Linked DNA regions of Mus musculus: region 1 is linked to region 2. The links are chromatin contacts, called in public HiChIP or PLAC-seq maps. All regions are on one chromosome and are shown on one strand. Each heading gives the region's core, a stretch centred on a gene start, on an enhancer-like site or on the middle of the called end of the contact. The rest is flanking DNA. Distances are from core to core; before and after follow the strand shown.

Region 1 (6,252 bases), core at 823-3,322, 170 kb before region 2:
TAAAGGAAGTAAAAATTCTAAAGGAAGTTAAAAAAAAAAAGATGTATTCAAAACTTCCAACTGTAATGACTTGAAACAGACATTTTGTAAAGGGGGAAAGAAGAAAAATGTAGGCATATGTTGTTTATTTGCTTGGACGTCAATGTTTCCTACTAGAGTATATAATCTAACTTTTTTGATCCTTTCATTGGCATCTGACTAGACTTTAATCTCTCTAATGAGAAATGAACAAGTGTCATTTTGGTTGGAGACCAAGAAGTTGAGGACCCAGAACATTACAAGAGACAAGTACCTATTTTATGAAGCAAGCCTGCCTGCCTGCCTTCCTTTCCTTCCTTCCTTTCCTTTTCTTTCCTTTCCTTTCCTTTCCTTTCCTTTCCTTTCCTTTCCTTTCCTTTCCTTTCCTTTCCTTTCCTTTCCTTTCCTTTCCTTTCCTTTCCTTTCCTTTCCTTTCCTTTCCTTTCCTTTCCTTTCCTTTCCCTTCCCTTCCCTTCCCTTCCCTTTCCTTTCCTTCCTTCCTTCCTTCCTTCCTTCCTTCCTTCCTTCCTATCTTGTTTTTTTGAGACAGAGATCCACCTGCCTCTGTTAGGATTAAAGGCATGCCCCACCATCGCCTGCCTGAAAGCTGCCATTTTTAGGTAACAAGAATTATTGATTTGATCTATTAAAATGTGTGTCTTACTTAGCACATTTGCTTGGTTACATTTAAAACCTTTTTAAGTGTGGAGCCAGGCCTGGTAAAGTAGACTTTAAGTCTCAGCCGTTAAGGAGGTTGAGACACGGGGATTGCTAATTCATGACTAGCCTTTGCCATAGATTTAGTTCAAAACCAACCTGGTCTAGTTAGGAAGACCCTGTCTCAAAATAGAAAGTAATAAAAAGGGCTGAAGATGTAACTCAGTGGTATTTCCTAGTATATGTGATTCAGACCACAGTACTACCCTAAAGACAAAAGAAAACCTTGTAAGTGTGCCAGAGGGTAGAGTGATCTCGGTGGTAGAGTGCTAACATGCAAGGGCTCTGGGGTTCAAGTCCTAGCACTGCAAAACCCCTGGCATTCTGTTGGTTTGCAATTTGAACGTAATTTAAAGGGAGGCATCTTTCTCTTTTTGCATAGTTCCCTCAGAGGAGTGGATGGTAATCTCAGCATGCAGTTTAAAGTAGATGTGTGTGTGTGTGTGTGTGTGTGTGTGTGTGTGTGTGTGTGTGTGTGTGTGTGTGTATGTGTGTGTGTGTGTTTGTGTTTAGGAAGCCTTGATATATCCAAATTAATTACAGTTTTAGCTGTGGTTCAGATAATGCTTTCTGGTAACTGTGGCCAACTTTCTCCGGTATTGTTACCAGGAGCCCATTAGAGACGGTCAGTCCCACCCAGGTGACAGCCAATTGAAAGTCTTTATTCCAGCAGCTGGGATTACACTCAGGTACTCAGACCTAGAGTATAGCCCTGAGCATTTAGATCAAGGGGCTTTTAAAGACAAAACCTACCTTCTGTTATCTCATTCAGCAGCTGCAGGGGCTTCTTAGAAGCATGAAGTTTAACAGAAGCTAAGATAAACTGTTAGCTGGAGGAGGTCCTGCACAAGCAAGCAGTTTAACAGAAGCTAAGGTAAGTTAGCTGGGCCATCTTAACCTCAGGTCCTAGAATGGAGTTGGGTAATTTGCCACGGGATTCTCCATCAGAAAGATCAGATTCTAGTTAAAGCTGAAATGGCTTCAGCAAGAATACAAGATGGAGGAACCCCCACACTGCCTTGCCCTGTTGCTGTATTATGCCACACATTTATGAGAGGGAATGTGTTGAAATATGATCTGTTTTATGAAACTTGGTTGGCAGCTGAGAAGACTGACTGACTGCTTTCTTGAGTTGGTATGTTAACGAAGATAGGATAGCTTCCCTCACACAGTGGGAGTTCTGAATGCTTGTCCGAGCCCTTCCAGCCTGTCCCTGAGGAGTCCATTGAAGTCAGGTAGCCCTGGTCTTTCCAAAGTGGCTTTATAGGTTCTGGGTTCTGTGTATTTTCTGTGGTGACTCTGGGTCTCAGACCACTTCCCTCCGTGGGTAGACTGTGTGTGTGTGTGTGTGTGTGTGTGTGTGTGTACACGTATGTATGCATATGTGCCCCTTCAAGTGTGTTTGTGTATCACATCTGTGTGGAAGCCAGAGGACACCATCAGGCATTACTCAGTCTCTGGTCATCCTATTACAGGGTTGGCCTGAAGCTTGCTGGTTAGACGCCTCTGGCTGGCCAGTGAGCCCTAGCATCCACCCATCTTCACCTCCCCAGAGCTAGGATTATGAACACACGTCAGCACGTGTGCCATTTTTATATGGGTCCTGGGGATTGAAGTCAGGACAAGCATTTTACAGTCTGAGCCATCTCCTCAGCCCTGTTTATAATCCTTTACCACTACCTAATAGACCGACTTGGGCAAGCTCTGGCACCTCTGCATGAAAGACTTCCACTTTTGCTCAGTCTTTCACTTTCTGAGAGAACGTCTGACCACATCATCTGAGGGACCTCGGGGTGGGGGTGGGGTTGGGGTGCTCATGAGTTCAGATTGCCTGGATGGTTGGCAATATCCTTCTTGCTCCAGCCTAGTTACTGCTAAAACCCTCCTTAATATATCTCCTAATTTTTGTAGTTATTCATGCACATGGGACATGGTAGAGGAGAGACTCCATCTTTTAAGGTTTTTCATTCATTTATTTACATGTCTATGTGTGGGTATGCCTACACCACCATGGTGCTGGTGGAGAGGTCAGAGGACAACCTGCAGAAGTCAGTTCTGTCTTTCTGCCTTGTGGCTCTGGGATAAATGGTTGAGGGGATGGGTATCAAACTCAACAAGTGTCCTTAACTGTTATGTCATCTTGTGTACATGATAATCTTCTAAGCATAGTTTGAAATGGATGAAAGGATGCGACTTTCCCATATATGCTAGCTGAATGAAAATTGAGGCTATAGCTGCTCCTAGGTGTGGCTGAAGAGAGGTTTATTGTGGATATGAAGGAGAGAATAGCCTGAGGCATCTGAGGTGGAGTGGTGAGAGGGGAAGAGAGAGGAAGCAGGAGCCAAGAGGGAGGCCAGGAGCAAGCCAGGTGACCAAGACACCAGAAGACCGGTAGCCAGAGTGGCTGAGGTTGTAGGGATCCTAGGAAGGGAAGCCCAGTCTCTGAGCTGGAGAGTTCGGGGTTGGGGCAGGGTCAGAGGTGCTGGGGGGAGCTACAGGTACCAACTGAGCTCTGGTGTCTTTGAGATCTAATAGCAGCCAGTTTTGTAAAATCAGGTCCTAAAGTGGACAAGTGCATCCCGGTCATCTTTGCCAGCTGCCAGGACTGCTGTCCTTTGAAGGGACTAACAATACTTGGCAGTCTTTCTTTTTAACTTCCATAAAATAAGGTGTTTGGCATTTGTCACTAATTTTGACTAGCAAGATCTAGCACTAATTTAAAAATCATGAGATGTAGTCATGTAGATACGATTTAAATAGTGGTAGCAAGGCAGACATGGGGACGTAGAGCTGGGTAGGTAGGTGTAGCAAGTAGTCCTATTCCACACTGGCCTTGAACTTGTGAACCTCTGGCCTCAGCCTGCCACACATGCACCCCCATGTTCGCTAAGAGAATGCTTGTATTGATTGGAACAGCGAGTACACAGGTGAATACATTGGCCAGCACTCCCTACTTTAAATGGGTGGATTTTACTACATGGAGATTGTGTCTTCCTAAAGTTGACTAAACCGCACCTAAGCGTGTGCTCTCCCACTTAGAAAGCGGCTCATTCCCATAGGTTCGCAGCCCTCCGCCTACTGGCGATTCCCAACTGACAAAGCTGTTTTAAAATAGAACAGCTGGAGTTTGCCAGCAAATAGAATCAGTGCCTACCTTTGCAAGGGTGGCCGTTCTGTTTTCACTTTCTTAAAGTGTCTCATCAACATTGTCTTCATGAAATGTTTGAGTTCTGTTCATAAATGGCCCTTAAAAGCATCTGATGAACAAAAAAACTGGTGTTGAACCAGATGTGCTGGGACCACTGGGTTGCTGTTAGCTGAGTTCAAGATGGAAGAACATGGCCCCGCCTATTGTGAATGCCCCATGCTATAGAGTAGCCACCCCCTCCGACTATACAACAGGTATCTTTTATGTTATCACAGCCAGAGCTTATAAATGCAAAGTAGCTTGTCAGGATCACGCAGAAGAGGGGATAGGGACTCAGAGTTTGTACCCCAGTTGTCTGATGCTGAAACTTGACCCATCTTTCTCACACAGTTATTGTGAGCCGCTTTTTCCTAGGGACAGTGGAGTGTTGGTTGGATCTAGTGGCCCTGGGACCATGTGACCTGGCCCTTTCCAACTTCCCAAGGCACAGCTGTGATCTTGCACACTGCCTGTCAGACCCCCTCCCTGGCTCGCTCCTGCCAGCCCACCCAGGCTCAGCTGCTTGACAGCCGGGTCTCTAGGGGCTCTGGAATCTGACGCCGCCCTGCTTATCCTACTGAGGTCTCCCGTGAGACCTTCCCCAAAGGCGTTGGTGGCTCCAGCTGCCTTTCTTCTGAATGTCTTCATATATTCCCGGCTTAGGGCTTCCACTTTACATTTGACCATACCTTTTCTATCCCTACTATATTCATTGGGGGAAAAGAGAACAGAAACACAAAACCCCAAGGCTTTTTTCATCCCTGTAAATCACCTTAGCACCTTAGCTGCTGCTGCTTTTGTGGTACCCAACTTCCAGCCTCAAGCCCCGCCTCTCCGCTCCTCACCTCCATTTGTGTGCCCTAGTGGGCAGTTAGGGTGACTCGGCTGTTCCTAACGTGTTCTGTGTCCTGGATCTTGGATCTTCTTAACACAATTAATCATTATCATTGTCACAATGATGATAATGGTTTATTTGAGTCAGATAGCATGCTCTCCCCTTCATGTCCTTTTTCCCATTTAGTTCCCTGAACAATCTTATGAGGCAGGTACATCCACTCCACAGTTCTTCGAGATTCAGAGAGTAAGACCCAGCGTCCCATCGCTACCAAGTGGAGAAGCAGATTCAAATTCAGTTTGACTGCTCTGCTGGCTCTTTGCAGCTTCCTGAGGGGAGGGGAGAGGAGAGACTTTCTGAGGCGAGGGATGGAGGTGCTAGGCCTGGCATCTCACATTATCCTTGCTGTGGTGCTGGAAGGTTCCCAGGTCTCCAAATGCTGTGTTTAAATAATTATCTCAAGGTCGCGGAGCTGATGAGAAGAGGCATCTGAGTCAAGCCAGAGCTCGTGATCCATGAGATGCCTTACCAGTGTGGGAGAAACACCAGAGAATGAAATACGGTTTCTCCCACACTGGTAAGGCATCCAAAGGGACCAAAGGATGAAATATGTGCTCAGGGCCTGGCACAGGGCCAGGTACTGTTTCCAGTTAGTTCTACTTTGGGTATTGGGAGCATGAGCCTGGATGGCATGTTCTCGTAGGGAGTAGTACAATCCACAGTCTGTTCAATTTCTAAAAGAACACTCAGAAACAAATATGTATGACAGGTAAATGAATGCCCATAGCCGCCACAGGCTCTCTTCTGTCTGTCTGTCTGTCTGTCTCCTTCTGAGTCAGTCTCTCTCTCTCTCTCTCTCTCTCTCTCTCAGAAACAAAGATGTGTGACAGGTAAGTGAACACCCATAGCAACCCCAGGTTCTCTGTCTGCTTGCCTGTCTGTCTATCACTCACTCATTCAGAAACAAAGATATGTGAGAGCTAAGTGGATGTCCATAGCAGCCATAGGCTCTCTTCTGTCTGTCTGTCTGTCTGTCTATCTGAGAGAGAGAGAGCATGACTTTATATGTGCACACATGCATGTTCAGGTGCGTGTGCATATGGGATGAAGTTGTGTGTCTACATTGATTATTCTTCACTTTGTCTTGATACAGTGGTCTCTCACTGGACCTGGGGCTCACAGGTTGACCAGACTGGCTCGCTAGTGAGTTCCTGGCATCTGCCTGCCTTTAGCTCTAGGCTTATGAGTGTGTGTGACATGTCTAGCTTTACAGAATGTATGCTGGTGATTGGAACTCAGGTCCTCAAACGCTTGTGTGGCAGGCACCTTACCAACTGAGCCATCTCCCCATCTTACACATCTTTAGAGGACATCACCTTATTCTTTTCTATAGTGGAGAAGTACCAAAACCTAAGCGGGGAGGTGCCTTCCTCCTCTGATGTGCAGCTTGATGTTGTTAGTCTTCTCCAGGTGGCTGACCTCACACCTTATCCCC
Region 2 (6,004 bases), core at 2,561-5,060:
TGGTTTCCAGACCTATCTAGTATACATAATGAGCCTACGATCCACAGTAAGACCCTGCCTCAAAGGAAAAAAGATATCACTTTTTTTTTTTTTTTAAAGACAGGCAGACATCCAGATTGTCTATGACAAGTAGGCCTTTTGCCAGATCTGTCTCTCTTCTGTGAGGGAGCCCATCCTGTTTGGAGAGTCTGAGTCAATCCTTGCTAGCAATTTCAGTCACACACTTGTGTTTAATCTAAGCTTATTTCTTAGGCTCTGCTGGTTGTGAGTTTTTTTTCTCTGCCTCCTATAGTGGGAAATTAAATCAACATTTGACTCAAAGGAGTTCTGAGTGAATTAACTGTTTTGCAAATGTTTTCAGTCATTACGAGTATTGTGTAAAAAAAAAAAAAAAAAAAAAAAAAAGAGGGCGTGTAGCTTCTGCAAATCCCCTGCTTTAGCGTTTTCTGATTTAATTCTCAAAGATAAAAAAGTATTATAACCCCAGAATTTCCTATTTAATGCTAGTTTGGGGAAAGTACAACAGGTCAGGAAAACTCCAGTTCTCTCAGGGATTTCCTTCATGGTTAGCATCACTTTGAGGGCTGGAGCTACAGCCCTCATGGATACATGCTGTGGGACTGAGTTAGAGACCAGGTCTTAGATGGCTGCAGCAGCCCACCACGTTCCATAGTCATTTGCCTCAAAACCAGACTTAGTTAGTCCTGATTGTTTTGTTTTTGTTTTTCTTCCTTAGAGATTATAATTTAACTTAAACGACCGTAATCTGAGACTCTGGGTTTATCTGCTTTAATTAAGCCTAGCTTCTATGACGTAGTAGGATTGTTTCTTCAATGAAAGGGACGGTCTGAGCCCTTTACTTCCCCAGAAGTAGACTTCTGAGAGTGCCCACCTCACCTGAAGAAATACCCCCCCAAACTGCAAGGCAGTCTGAGTGCTGCAGTGATACTACAGAGCTGACTGCTGGTGTTCCTTGGTGTTCTTGCTTGGCTTTTGTTTTGTTGACAGTCTTGTTACATATCCCTGGCTGGCCCCTACATAAGTCAGTGTCACCACCCTTGGCAAAGTGGCTTGCTTCTGCCATGGAAATAGCCGGAGAAAGTCACATTTCAGTTTGTGTTTATGTCTCTTATGTCTGCTTTTCTTAGATTTGACTGGTCAAGCACAGCATTGTACTAGAGCGTTCTTCCTGCAGTAGAAACCTTCTCTGTGGGAAGGAGCTATTTCCCATCTATTAATCCTTGGCCAGCATCTGGTCCCCAGGAAGATCCAGGTTACTTGTGGCTGTTTTAATTCTTGGGTGGTCTCTTTAACAGTGGTATCTTGGTTCTCTGAGATCTACTGTGAAAATGTGTGAGATTGGCTAGATTTAACATGATTTGTTAATCTTAAAATATCTCTTGTTGGTGCTGGAGAGATGGTCTATTGGTTAAGAGCACTAACTGCTCTTTAGGAGAGCCTGAGTTCTGTTCCCAGGACCCAAGCCACTAGCTTCTACTCCAAGGCATCCACTACCCTCTTCTGGTGTGTGTGTGTGTGTGTGTGTGTGTGTGTGTGTGTGTGTGTGTGAGAGAGAGAGAGAGAGAGAGAGAGAGAGAGAGAGAGAGAGAGGGAGAGAGAGAGAGAGGCAAGGAGGGAGAGAGAGAGCTTGCACATATAAATCTTTAAATTATCCTACCATCATAAAGGATTTCCATTATCATCAGCCCACCTGGTATTTTACCTGAGGGTATCAGGCTGAACCCAGAGGATACAGGCAACATGAGCCCTTGGACTCAGAGTAGCCTTTCATTTGAGATTGCTGTACTTAACAAGGAAGTTACAATAAAAAGCTAATACCCCAGCAAAATATTTAAAAGTATATATACATATAATATGCATTTTAAATGCTTTGCTCACTTGGAAATTGTATTTGTGAAATATGTCACAGATATTGTCAATCTTTAAGTTGAAAGCAAAATACAACTTATCTTTCTTACTGGCATATCAGTTATAATTCCTATTAATTTTGAACTCCATGACTTAAAATCCTGGTTCAGACTTGGCAGTAGTACATACCTTTTAATCCCAGTTCTCAAGGCAGAGGCAGGCAGATCTCTGTGAGTTCAAGGCCAGCTTGGTCTACATAGTAAGTTCCAGGCCACCTCCTGGTTTGCAAACTCAGTGCATATGGAAGCTGAATCCTGATAGCAGCAGGCTGTGAGGGCTGCCCAGAAATCTCAACAGCCAATTATGACACATAAATTCCACATAAGTAGAGATAAAACATGGGAGCAGAGGCATCCTGCTGTCTTTGAAGAGTAGTGAAGGGATTTAGATAATAACCTATTATGTGCCAGGCTTTCCTACTGCACATCTCAGAAGCCTCCTTTAGACTCTTCTGTTATATCATCCCAGGGCCCCGAAGGCAAGTTTGGAGGCTCTTGAATTTGAGGCCATTCTGAACTATACCATGAAGCCCTGACTCCAGAAGAAAAGAAAAGAAGAGAAAAGAAAAGAAAAAAGAAAGGAAAAGAGAAAAGAAAAGAGGATTGGAGATTCAACTTTAGATTTTGTATTTTTCCCTTAGTAATGTTTAAGCTCTAGGTGTGATGAATGAAAAGCTCACACTTTTGTGCCACTGATGTGCACATAATGCCACTTGGAGCACATAAGGCCACTTGAATATTAAGACTGTTCCAATTCAAGAGCAGTGTGCACATTGCACAGCCTGCGGTGGTGGGGTGTGATGGTGGATGGAGGTTCCTGTCCAGTTTACATAGGGCTCACTGGGGGCTCTACTTTTGTCATGGACTTAAGAACTTGAAGTAAGGGTTGACTCCTGCTATTTGCTAGTAAGCAGAAATGTGTGCTTCTTTCCGGTGCTTCTTCCGTGTGGTGTTAATTGTATGCACTCTCTTTCTGTTCTAATGGCTGCCCTCGGATTAGGCCGACCTGTGCTCTCCGTATGACATCCTGCAGTTGGATTTTCGTCACATTCGAAAGACTGTTGACACTCTGCTGGCCCTCGGGGAGAAACCCCCACAGTCAACTTCTGCCCTCCGCTCCAGGGACCTTATAGGCTTCTGTCTTATCCATGTTCTCCTTATAGTACTGGTCTATATCGCTTACCGCTGGAATGCTCTGTCTGCCTAACTCCTGCATGCGCATCCAAACGCTCTGCTCTGGCATCCTGGTCCAGCCCAGCTCCTCCCCCCATTGGAGCCTTTGCCTTGCAGACTCTCCCATCCCTGTCATCTCTTCAGTTAGCTGTCGAGTTTTGAAACTGAACATTTATAAGCCAGATTTTTCCTGAAGCACAAACTTTGTAGAATACAGTTCCCACTGGGTAATTTTTTGCATTTAACTAAAAGCGACAGCGACAGCGACAAAGCCTGTCAGTGCATACCTCATACTCCTTCACACTCGTGGTGTGGGCAGCGATGCTCCTGTAGGTCCTGCTCTCTCCCATGAGCCTCTGCTCTGTGCAGGAGGTAAGGAGAACCAGGACAGGAACAGGGTGGGGTTAGCATACAGGAGTCTTGATACTTGATTCTGGTCCTAATTCAGGACTGGCAGTTGATCTGTAGAGGGGTTGCCTTGCAGAGAAAAGCCAGCATTTGGGCTCAGTCTAATTTATAAACATCTCTAATGGTACCATTGCTGACCAAGCTGAGAAGTCGTATCTGGAGAATGACTGCTTTGCTGGCTGGTTAGTTGGAGTCCTCCCTGTTTGCTGCAAGGGGCTTGTGAAGGGCACCCAGGAGGATTGCAGCCAATGTCCACCAGAGCATGCCCTCTGTGCCCTCTGCAGGCCTAATCTGGGGAAGTGCCTTCCTGTTAGAGCGCCACCTGGTGGATCTGCTTAGCCCGCTTTTCCTTTTTATTAGGTGGTGTTCTGAAGCTGAGAAAAGGGTTTTATAGAAGGGATTTCTATTTTTGCATAATGTGACGGGGTCGCTTTACTTTCTTGGTATATTGAATAACTGCAGACCCAGAATGTGATGCATTTGACTCTTCAGTTTCAAATAAGTCTATGGATCCTGGAACACTCTTAGCACCAGGGGCCTTGGGTTACTATAGCAGCAGATGATAAGATCGCTCTTATTTTAGATGAATGTTTTTCCCCATTTACTTTGAATGTCCATTTGGCCTTTGATTTTTAGTAATATTAATGATCCAACTGTTTATTTTTAAGTCCGTTTTTAAAGGCTTGCGTATCGGCCTCTCAGCTTTTGGGGCAAAGTGCTTCTTTTTGTGGTTAAAGGAAGAAATGTTAGACTCTAATCATGTTGGCCCATATCTTGCTGAGTCTCTGGAAGCCTCTTTACAATGTGAGAAGGCCCTGCTGCAAGCTCCAGCCACATTGTCGGCTTCCTTTTATATCCTTCTTGCCGAACACTGCTTCTCGTGTTGGGAAGGTGGTGGTGTTAATGCCGTCAAGATAAATGTCCAGTTTGCTGAGATATGAACGTTCCTCAGATATGGCTGCTATGAAGATTATCATATTTTTCTGAACATATTCATGAGAACAGGGGAGATGAGATTCTGAGATGCCTCCATACTTGAAGGGTTATATTTATAGAATCTTTGCTGCTAAATCAGATATGATTTTAAAACAAAAAACAGAAAGCATTCTTTATGCCATAAGATGTTAGATTGTCTGAGCCTCTTCCTCCCAGCATTGTGTTGATGGTGAATACAGGGTTCGTGATGTGAGTTGTGTCTGAAAGCCACAGAGTTATGAGTCGTCTTTGGTGCTATCTTGTACTTTTCTGTAACAATAAAATCCCTTTGTACAGTGTCTGGTGACCACCCTGAGCCGTAAATTGCTTAATAAACACAATTGGGTGATTAATCCAAGCTTTTTATTTTTTTCTTGGCCTGTTGGTGCATTTATTCCTGGGTGCCCAGAATGATTCTTGGCATTTCTACCCAGCTCTGCCATGCATGGGGACTTTCTTTCAGTGTTTGCCACAGTTTGTTTGTTTCCATCTTCTTAATGGTGGGCAAAAGGAGAATTGAGAAAACGTGCTAGTTTGCTGGCTCAAGGAAAAAAAATAGCATCAATAAACATCAAGTGAGTAAAACAGTCCCATGAGATTAGATTGATCTTCAATGGTAGCTTCCCGAATATTTCTCCTCTGGCATCCCAAGGATGCCCTGGCTATGCTTTTCATCTTCCATGTCCTTAATTTACATCGAATGTGCTGCTCTCCGTGGGGGTTGCTGTGTGATATTTTTCATTATCTAGTATGGTCACTCCCAGAGCATAATCAACTCAACCCTTCAGGCACCACTTCGAGTGGGTCATTTTGCTTATTGTAAGCAAACCGTTAATTTCTGGTTGGAACACTGGGCCTCTCTGTGGTGCTCCTCCGCAGTTCCAGACAGCAGCTCACAAGCTTATGGGATACCGGCCATTGCCACACAGCTGGGGACACCTGACTAATCTTCCTTCAGGGATTCAGTTGTGTGATTTGTCCCGCATACCAGGGCCCCATCTTCTTTTAAGAAAGAGTGTTTTTAAAGTATTTCCTTCAAATACGTGATAAAGAGAAACAGCTGTTTACATTTCCATTTTGCAGTAGCCATTTGTGAGGTATCCCTTCTACTCCTGCAATGGGTAGAAAATGTTCCACGTAGGGTGAGAATTTCCAAAATGTATATGACCGTCAATTTTCATGGCTCCTTCAGGATTTCAGGCCCAAACCACTTCATTGTCCTTAACACTACAAAAAGGGGACCAGTAAAAAAAAAAAAAAAAGAAAAAAAAAAAAGAAAAAAATCCTTGTTGAATCCCAAGCAGGTCAACTGAGTGGGGTTTTTAAATACACTTAGTATCACAATGCTATTTGTATTGTTTAGTTATCTTCTGAATTCACATCAGTCCCAGTATGAGTTAAAATTTTAGGAGTCTGAGGCAGGTAAAGTGTTTATAGTTTAGGTAAAAACGTTTGGGTGCTGAGAAGTGCACCCAGGGCCTTGGCTTTGTGTCTCCATCTCCTGAAGAATAATTTAATAT

What was found. HiChIP or PLAC-seq counts read pairs in DNA pulled down with a chosen protein or histone mark.
Region 1: a contact with region 2 is called in a CTCF HiChIP or PLAC-seq map of pro-B cells, with 6 times the contacts expected there. The contact joins two enhancer-like sites. A contact is called at or near these places in 2 of 15 datasets of contacts at CTCF or cohesin (large pre-B cells and pro-B cells), 3 of 484 Hi-C or Micro-C datasets (Th1 cells, embryonic fibroblasts and stem cell-derived cardiac mesoderm), 8 of 115 datasets of contacts at active chromatin or transcription factors (the 230-238 cell line, the HPC-7 cell line, bone marrow-derived macrophages and 4 more) and 1 of 9 other capture datasets (embryonic stem cells).

Annotation. Positions count from the first base shown.
Region 1 is chr14:74,925,226-74,931,477 of GRCm38.p6, reverse strand. All of the region lies in intron 1 of Lrch1 (leucine-rich repeats and calponin homology (CH) domain containing 1), which reads left to right. Gm10847 (predicted gene 10847) reads right to left here. Exons shown (of 2, transcript NR_166820.1): 2 at 4,874-5,086. Among named protein-coding and RNA genes, the nearest start is that of Gm10847, 6.2 kb to the right of the region's middle. Within about 2 kb of position 2,072, at least 56 of the 459 cell types and tissues checked have an H3K27ac peak or open chromatin away from gene starts, as enhancers often do. A contact at or near this core is called in bone marrow-derived macrophages and pro-B cells, where this site is marked.
Region 2 is chr14:74,762,172-74,768,175 of GRCm38.p6, reverse strand. The region is part of intron 18 of Lrch1 (leucine-rich repeats and calponin homology (CH) domain containing 1); the gene reads left to right. Among named protein-coding and RNA genes, the nearest start is that of Esd, 33 kb to the right of the region's middle. Within about 2 kb of position 3,810, at least 14 of the 459 cell types and tissues checked have an H3K27ac peak or open chromatin away from gene starts, as enhancers often do. A contact at or near this core is called in bone marrow-derived macrophages and pro-B cells, where this site is marked.